Regions from separate parts of the Arachis hypogaea genome. Here regions 1 and 2 are each linked to region 3. The links are chromatin contacts, called in public Hi-C maps. All regions are on one chromosome and are shown on one strand. Each heading gives the region's core, a stretch centred on a gene start, on an enhancer-like site or on the middle of the called end of the contact. The rest is flanking DNA. Distances are from core to core; before and after follow the strand shown. Region 1 holds the start of LOC112779323 (type II inositol polyphosphate 5-phosphatase 15). Region 2 holds the start of LOC112777525. Region 3 holds the start of LOC112779337 (putative lysine-specific demethylase JMJ16).

Evidence for each region. A called contact is a pair of places that touch in the nucleus more often than the background predicts.
Region 1: a Hi-C map of leaf shows a contact between it and region 3, with 3 times the contacts expected there. The contact joins the promoter of LOC112779323 here to the promoter of LOC112779337 in region 3. A contact is called at or near these places in 3 of 8 Hi-C or Micro-C datasets (all in leaf).
Region 2: a contact with region 3 is called in a Hi-C map of an unstated tissue, with 3 times the contacts expected there. The contact joins the promoter of LOC112777525 here to the promoter of LOC112779337 in region 3. A contact is called at or near these places in 2 of 8 Hi-C or Micro-C datasets (leaf and an unstated tissue).

The regions. Positions count from the first base shown.
Region 1 is chr19:97,418,340-97,421,201 of arahy.Tifrunner.gnm2.J5K5, reverse strand. LOC112779323 (type II inositol polyphosphate 5-phosphatase 15) reads left to right here and starts at 1,355. Exons shown (of 12, transcript XM_029296008.2): 1 at 1,355-2,582. The coding sequence starts at 1,802.
Region 2 is chr19:98,021,289-98,024,282 of arahy.Tifrunner.gnm2.J5K5, reverse strand. LOC112777525 reads right to left here and starts at 1,275. Exons shown (of 7, transcript XM_025821912.3): 1 at 706-1,275; 2 at 401-590; 3 at 28-204. The coding sequence starts at 968.
Region 3 is chr19:97,714,009-97,716,712 of arahy.Tifrunner.gnm2.J5K5, reverse strand. LOC112779337 (putative lysine-specific demethylase JMJ16) reads right to left here and starts at 1,409. Exons shown (of 13, transcript XM_025823579.3): 1 at 1,113-1,409.

The sequences.
Region 1 (2,862 bases), core at 106-2,605, 300 kb after region 3:
TTGGAGTTGTGAGAGAGAAGTAGAACCACGGGGAAGGGAAAATGGTGGTGAGGGAAGCAGCGACAGCGACAAGGTAGTGGCTGTGGTTGTCACTGACGCTGGTAGCTGCAGGAACAGAAATAGAGGTCGCGACCTTTGTCACAGTGGAGGAAAGGAGAGAGGGGAAGAAGAAGAAAAATGGGAAGCTCACCGGTGGTTGGGACAATGGGGCATGCGGTGGCGAATCAGCGGCGGCAGCGAGCTTGTGGAGAAAAGAGGCCGGCTTCGGCGGTCTGTGTTCAATGGGAGAATTGATGGCGAGCATGGGTGAACGACTAGATTGAGGAGGGACGAAGGAAGGAGGTGTCACGACGGCCTGGGCGGTGCTAGGGTTCGTAGGTGTTGGGTTCGCGGAGGGGGGAAGAGAGAGGTGGAACCGCGGAGATGGAGGTTACCTCGGCGATGGATAATGGAGAGAGAGAGAGAGATGTGGCGGCACTGTGATGTGTTCTGGCTTTCGAAGGACGGCGATGGTGGGTGGCAGTTGGGAGGAAGAGGAAGAAGAAAAGAAGGGGAGTAAAGAGGGTAGAACCGGCGCAATGAGGGTGGCGGCGGCTGGAGGTTGGTTTGATGGCTTCTGTTTCTCCTGCTTGTGATTTTGATTCTGTTTTCATTGTTGCTGTGCTTCTGATTCTGATTCTATTTCTTTGAATTCATTGTTATTGCGTTTCTGATTTTGTTCTTCTTCTGATTTCATTGTTCTTTTGATTTCTTGTGTTCTTCTGATTGTGCAACTCATGATGAAGAAGAAGAAGAAGAAGAAAAAGAAGAAGAGATGCTGTGATGGAGAAGAAGAACAGAATATTTTGGTGAAAAAGGAGAATGGTATTTTGGTTCGAAGGATGATTTTAAAACCAAGTTAAATCTTAGAGATGATTTTGTATGCAAAAAAGGTTGAAGACGAAAATTTTTTTTGACACATACCTTAATGACCAAAATCGTACTTAACTCATATCTTAGCTTTGAAAAAATAAAGGCAAAATATAACTAGAAATGACAAAAAAAAAAAAATCACAGCACGACGGAGAGGCTAACGGAGACCAACATGTTAACTAATGGATTAAGATAAATTGAATTGAATTTTGCAATTTTTTCTTCTACAATATATTGTCATAACATAAACGTAAAAGGGATAATTTTTTTTATAATTTTTTAGGGTTAAAATGATTTATTTATTATATTAAATTTGTGTTTGAATTATATTTGATTTAATATATTTAATTAAATTGTACATCCAATTTTATTATAATTGTACTGATTTTTTTTAAAAAAATTAAAATTAATATTTATAAATACCTACAGGTATCATTCTCCCTTGCGGAAAAAAAAAGGGAAACCCAAAGCAAAAATAAGATGATGATGGGATACATTTTACTAGAAGGTGGAAAGCCATTGCCATCTCTACATACAACAAACAGGTAACAACGTAAAGACAAAAGAACATACCTAAAGAAAAGTAAGGCAAGGCATGTTGTGTTGTGCTCGAACAAACAACCGGGTCAGCTCACAGCTCACAGCTCACAGCTCACAGCTCACCTGTCCAAATTCCACTTTCACTTCTCAAATCTCAATTATTCCCACTCTCCCTTCTTCCTCTCCCAGTCTCCCCTTTTTTCTCCCAACCAATTTCAACTCAATCCAACACTCTCAGCAAAATCCCCACAAACAACGCCGTTTCCCCACAAACAACGCCGTTTCATCCTGCCTCTGGCTCTATCCCTATATTTCCTCCGATCCTCGCAATAGCAACTAAACGACAATAATGGATCCACCTTTCAACCAAAACGACGTCGTTTCATCCTCACACACTCGCCACCACCACTCTCCCACCCTTATGTACTTCCCTTCTTCCGATGACGACGATGATAACGACGTCGTTACGCCCTCAGCTGCTTCCATCCACTCCACCACCAAGCGCCTCGACTGCATGCTCCAGTTTCTCGACCGCAAGCTCTCCACCTCCACCGCTCCCTCCTCCGACCAAAGTAGCAACCGCCCGATGCGGGAATTCGTCTCCCGAGGCGGCGGCACAGGAATCTTCCGCCTCCCACCCCGCGCGGCGGTCCATCCCTTGCGGCCGCCTAGTCTCGAACTCCGGCCTCACCCTCTCCGCGAGACGCAGGTCGGTCGGTTCCTGAGGGCAATTTCCGGCACGGAGTCGCAGCTGTGGGCGGCATCGGAATGTGGCGTGAGGTTCTGGAACTTCAAAGATCTGTATTGTTCTTGGGAAGAAGGGGATGGAGATGGAGAAGGAGGAGGAGGATGCAACGTTAGGGTTGGGGACGAAGAGAGTGTGCCGTTTCGGGAATCAGTATGGACGTCGGCGGCGATGTGCTTGGTGGCGGACGATGGGAACAGAGTAGTGTGGAGCGGGCACAGGGATGGAAGAATAAGGTGCTGGGTGATGGACGGTGGTGATGGTGACGGTGATGGTGATCGTGTGGTTTTGGAGGATAATAGGAAGTTGAGGAATCCTTTCAAGGAGTGCTTGTCTTGGCATGCTCATAGAGGACCTGTTCTCTCCCTCACTATAACCTCTTACGGTGATCCTCCATTCTTCCGTTCTTTACTTTTCAATTTATTTATTTCTGCTTTTAAATTTTATTTACTGTTGATATCCAATGAGGTGTTGGACTGCTAGTTCATGGATAAAAGAGTGATATACCGATGGTTCATATGAATTAAGCTCTCTATTATTTCCTGCGTGACAATTCCTGAACACGATGTGGTCATAACTCAACCATATTTTTAAAATGAAAAAAAGAGAAGAGTGATCAAAATTTTTTATGGCGTTTTTAAAATGTTTTTCTTTAGCTTATATTT
Region 2 (2,994 bases), core at 26-2,525, 310 kb before region 3:
GAATTGACTCCGGTGTCCAGTACTTACCTTGCGAACCCAATGCACCATCATAGTCCCAGTAACAGGGCACTCTTGTAAGGTTGAAGCATGTATAAGCATGTCATCCCACTTCAACCGATACTCGTCATCCCAGAAGAAATCCCTCAACAGCTCAGGAGTTGCATCTTCATACACGGTTCTACTTCGGTACTGCGGCGGCCCAGTCTAACAAATGCAAACACATTCAAATTCATCCAAAACCAAGTCAGCACCCAGAATGTATCATGCAATGCAATTGGTCTCAAAATTCGGTCACCGTTACTATAGCATTTGTGGTTTAGATTGTGGTTGTGACTTCAGATGCAGCCACAGTTCTTGCATTTACAAGAATAACGAATTTTGAAAGGTGTGTAATGAGTACCTCAGGGTCCCTACGCCAAGCTTGGTAGCTCATAGTAGGGGTAGAACGGTCCATCATCTGAATCCACGCGGGTCCACCATCTTTTTCTTCAACTAACATACTCAAGTGCTTCAAGTCCTGTTCCGTCACCAAAGCACTAACCTCGTTCTCCCCATCATTCCGTTGCAACGAACTCGACCCCGCACCCGAACTGTGTGTGCCACGTGGCAAGTAGCAAGAAACCGAAAAACGGTTATACAAATCAGCAACGAAACCGGAAAAAAAAACAGAAACATAACTGAATTCAACTGAATTTCAAAGCGCACCTGGTGGAAACGGAGAAGGAAGAAAGGTCGGTGTGGGGACCAGAGGTGGAACCCAAAGCAGCCCAAGAAGGGAGGCGAAGCTTGGGGAGGTAGTTGTTGGAGGTGGGCTCGATGGAAGCCAAGTTGTCGGCCCACTTGGGCTTCCAGGCCCAACCGAGGACAACGCCGACTATAACGGCAATCCAAAGCGGAGCGATGAACACAACAAGGTCGGACAGTATGTCGACAGCTGTTGCCATCTCCATAACCCCAAACAACGCCATACAGGTGAATTGACAAGAATACCCTCGCTCTTCTTAATCGGATAAAAAAGGTGTGTGCGTGAAAGCGCAGCGATTAATTGGAGTTGGAGGGGGTTGCTGAGAACGAGAAAGAGGGAGGGTTTTGGTTTGAGTGGGAAAGAAGATAAATAAAGCGAAAGGGATGAGAATGAGGGAAAAAGATATGTGATTGTGTCGAGAGATTGAAGAGGAGAGACTAGAGAGAGGGCAGAAAAAAAGACGAGATGGTGGACCAATGCGGATAAGGATTGTGCGATAAGTGGTGGGTAGAAGTGATATTTGGATTGTCGTAGGGCCACACCTACTTGTACACTGTATATACACTTGTACATCAGTATATGTGTGTATAGTTCTTTTTTTAATTAAAAAATGTTGTAAGAATTATTCGAGTAGCGTTTATATTCCATTCGGATCTTCTAAAGTTTGAATTTCACTTTAAAGAGTAAAGTGTGATCTTCTACTTTTGAATAGTTTCTTTTTTATATTTATTCTTGGTCTCACCTATAAAATCAATAGTGAGAGATCACACTTTTTTCTTTAAAGTGAAATCCAAACTTTAGAAAATTCAAATCCATTTATATTAGGACCCAATTCCTCTAAAATTGTATTGTAGAAAAAAGTATACTATTAATCACCATTAAATTAAGACAATGTATTCATAGATAATAAATATTATAAATTCAAAAGTGATTAAAATATCACTTTATCACTTTACTAACATTGTCATTTTAGAAATCTTTTTCCTTTGTATTGAGTATTGAGATTTAATATTGTATTTAATATTAAAAGAATTGAGTATTGAGATTTAGTATTATATTTAGTAATTAGTAAAATTAAAATTAAAATTTTAGAATACAATTTTAGTCTTTTTAATATCTCAAAAAAATAAAAACATAAGAGAAATAAAAATTAAAACCTTAATAATATTTTTTTAATAACTAAAAATATTTTAATAAATATGTATATCAATTATTCTCCACATACAAGCTATTTTACTATACAAGTTCATATAAGTCATTTTTCCCTAAATTATTCTCACATGCACGTCTTACGCACGCATATTTCACGCGCTTCTTAATTTAACAAATTTCAATCAATGCGTGCATGTTCTTCTTCGTGCCATTACTGCACGTTCTTCTTCTTCTCTTTCGTTATCGTCGTCACCAACACCATCACCTCCTCCTCCTCCTCCTCTTCCTCCTTCTTTTTCATTGAAATTTCTTCTCCTCTTTCCTTTTCCTCCTTCTCCTCCTTATCTCGTTGTTGAAGATAATGAATAACTCAACTTCAGATTATTAATTGAACCAAAACGAAATTGATTATTGTTTTGAATCCAATCAAGTAGCTGAGATGTGGTTCGATTCTAGTTAATTTTTTCGTTAGTAGTTTATGATTCTGTAGGTGAATACTGTTTCATCGTTGATTATTTGAATTGAATGTAATGTAAAAGTTCGCTATTAAAGAAAATATTTTTCTGTATTTGCAGTAAATTTGGGTGTAACACGAAGATATTTGGGTGTATTCTTTAAGAATTTTTTGTGTATGTGTGCTGATAAATTTTGCATAATTCAAAACTCTTCTTCTCCCTCCTCTTCATCTTCTGCTGCTTCTTCTTCTTCTTTTTTATTATCATCATTATCATCATCTTTTTTTTTTATTCATCTCAAATTTTTTCTTATTTTACTCTTTTAACAAGAATAAAAACAAAAAAAATCAAACAAAGAAGAAGAAGAAACACATAATGGTACAAAATTACTTGGAAGATGATGAATTTACATTCATTCAACTAAAAGAAATAAATAAATAAGGAAAAAAAGAAGAAGAAAAAATGCAGCATTTGAAGAAACACTTTTTTTTATTTATAGCAAATTTGGGTGTAACACGAAAATATTTAGGTGTAACACGAAGATATTTGGGTGTTTTCTTTAAGAATTTTTGGTGTATGTGTACTGATAAGTTTTGCATAATTCAAAATTCTTCTTTTCCCTTCTTCTCATCTTCTGCTACT
Region 3 (2,704 bases), core at 160-2,659:
TGCCTTCATCAAGCAGAATGGCAGATCAGAGAGTAAAGGTAACTTCAAAGAGTTCTTGTAATCCTGCAGTCTCCTAGTCCTATTTTAGGCATGGTTCTTCAATTGTAAATAAATCTATCTAAATAAACAGCAATATCAGAAAGAAGGATTACAATAACTTGTTGAAGTTACCTTTACTCTCTGATCTGCCATTTTGTTGGATGAAAGCAAATGGCCTTCTTGATGATAACTATGATTTAAGTGTTCTTGTTATCCTGCTTTCTGATATTGTTGTTTAGTTAAATAAATTAATTCACAATTGAAGACCCTAATAGGACTAGGAGATTGCGCCATCCAATGTATGTGAGAACCGACCCATTAAGTAGATTCATACCATCAATCAGATCACAAAAAAATATGCTCAAATTAGGTTGTGATCCTAATCTTTCTTTTAAGTTAATGAAATATCCAAGGTTGTGAAAGTTCATATACTAAGGCAGCAAAATACTTCATTCCGCCCATACTTCATCTCAAACATAAAAGTCCGATAATGAATGATCACATCAGAACCATACAACAAGCAGGTCATGTTTCACAGCTTATTTTCAGCTGCTAATTAGATATAAAAGGTGACATTATCATGTAAAACAAATTTAGAAACAAAATTTCTCAATGACAAAACCTAGCAAGTAAATAGATGTCTTGACGGTTTGAGTTTGACCACACTAAGTTCATCAATATCCACTAATAAATAGTTTCAGAAAACAATGATGGCTTCAACACTCATAAATCCCAGGTTCATCACATTTTCTCAGCCAGATCAATACATAAAGATTTTAAATAACTCAGAAAATCACTGATAGGATCTCAACGATAACCTAAAAGATAGATTTCCAGAAGCTTAGCTATCATTCTCCACAATAATGTAAATGTACCGAGCAAAGTCAAAAAAATAATCAGAGAGAATCACTACATCTGCATGATTAGGAATTGTTCAGTGCACACAACCAACAAGATTATCATAACAATCAATAATTAACCATGATCAAAATAAATCTTAGCCAATTTTACCATAATCACGCAAAATTTACAGTTACTAGCTGAAAACCTAGCAAGGAACAAAAAGTCCATACCCTAATCGGGAAATCTCTGATGAATTGAGATGTTCTAGTTGCAAAAAAAGGCAAATACAAGTTGATTTAATTGGAGATTAGGTTAACAAGTTCACAGAAAAATATTTGAGGTGTTCTATAGATGGAAGCTGTTGGAAGCGATTGTGTTAGAAAATTGAAGAGAAAACCGAATAAAATAGAAACCCTAAGGGGATGAAAAGGGGAAAAAAGACGAGAGAGGAAGCAACAATACTTGGACAAATCTGTATCCTTTTCAGATTATTATTAATTTACTTGATGTTTATTTATGTATAGACCGTTTTCTTTTTTTAACAGAATGTTATAATATACACCTATATATAAGAATAAGAATTTGGATCATCTAAATTTTAAATTTTATTTTAAAAGATAAAATATAATCTTTTATTATTTATTTTATAGATAGAATAAAAAAATATTAAAAAAAATTATTAAAAGATAAAAGATCACGCTTTACATAAAATTCAAAATTTAGAAGATCTAAATTCATTATATAAATCACGGACACTTTCTTAATTTGTCGTGTCTCCGTATTAGATACATTTCTAGAACGACACACATCGATACTCATCCGATATACGTATCTTCTGTACCCATTCGTATTTTAATAAAAAATAAAATAATTCTCTTTGAAAACACTTAAATACACCTAAATACAATCATACGTCAGCATATCCAATCTTATTCTTGACATATATTCTTAAAATAAGTTTAGAAATAATATATATTATTAATTATTAAAATAAAATATATTTTAAATACTTTATATAATTAAAAAAAGATATTAAAAATAATTAAAAATTAATTTATATTTTAATATTAATAAAATACAAAAATATTATTACAATTTATTTAAAAAATACTTTATATTTTATATATATATATATATATATATGGACAGTATGGTGTTCTCATGTCTTGAAAGAATTTTAAATTTACGTGTCGGCGTGTCCCATATCATATCATATCCCGTGTTCGTATCAGTGTCCATACATTATAGATACTACGGTTTATATACATAGACTATTTTTATATATTTTTATTTTTATAATAAAAATAATTGATGAAATTTTTATGTATGTAAGAGACAATGCAAAGAGTAATTAATACATTCATAGTATCTTGGAAATAAAAATAATTAGATAAATATATAAAAATTTATTTAGCTACCAAGAGAAATATAAAATTTTCTTTCATTTTGAAGACAAAAAATAGAAAATATTCATTTTTATTTTTATATCTTTATTTTTCTATTTCTGAAACAAAACCTAACAACATTCAAAAATATCACTTGTACTTCCTCTTATCTTATATATATCTTTTCTTTTTTGAAAGTATTAAAATATAGAATAAGTTTAACATCTCGTCTAATCCCAATATATAAGAAAAAGATAAAAAGGTTAATTCAGTGTAAAAAGTTAAAAAAAATATTATTTACACCTTAAGATCACAAACTAACTAACACTACTTTATTTTTAAAATTCATAAATAACATATAACAACCATAATATATAATGTATAAATACTAAAACTTAGTCACTAATTAACTACCATTAAAGATATAAATTTGGTGT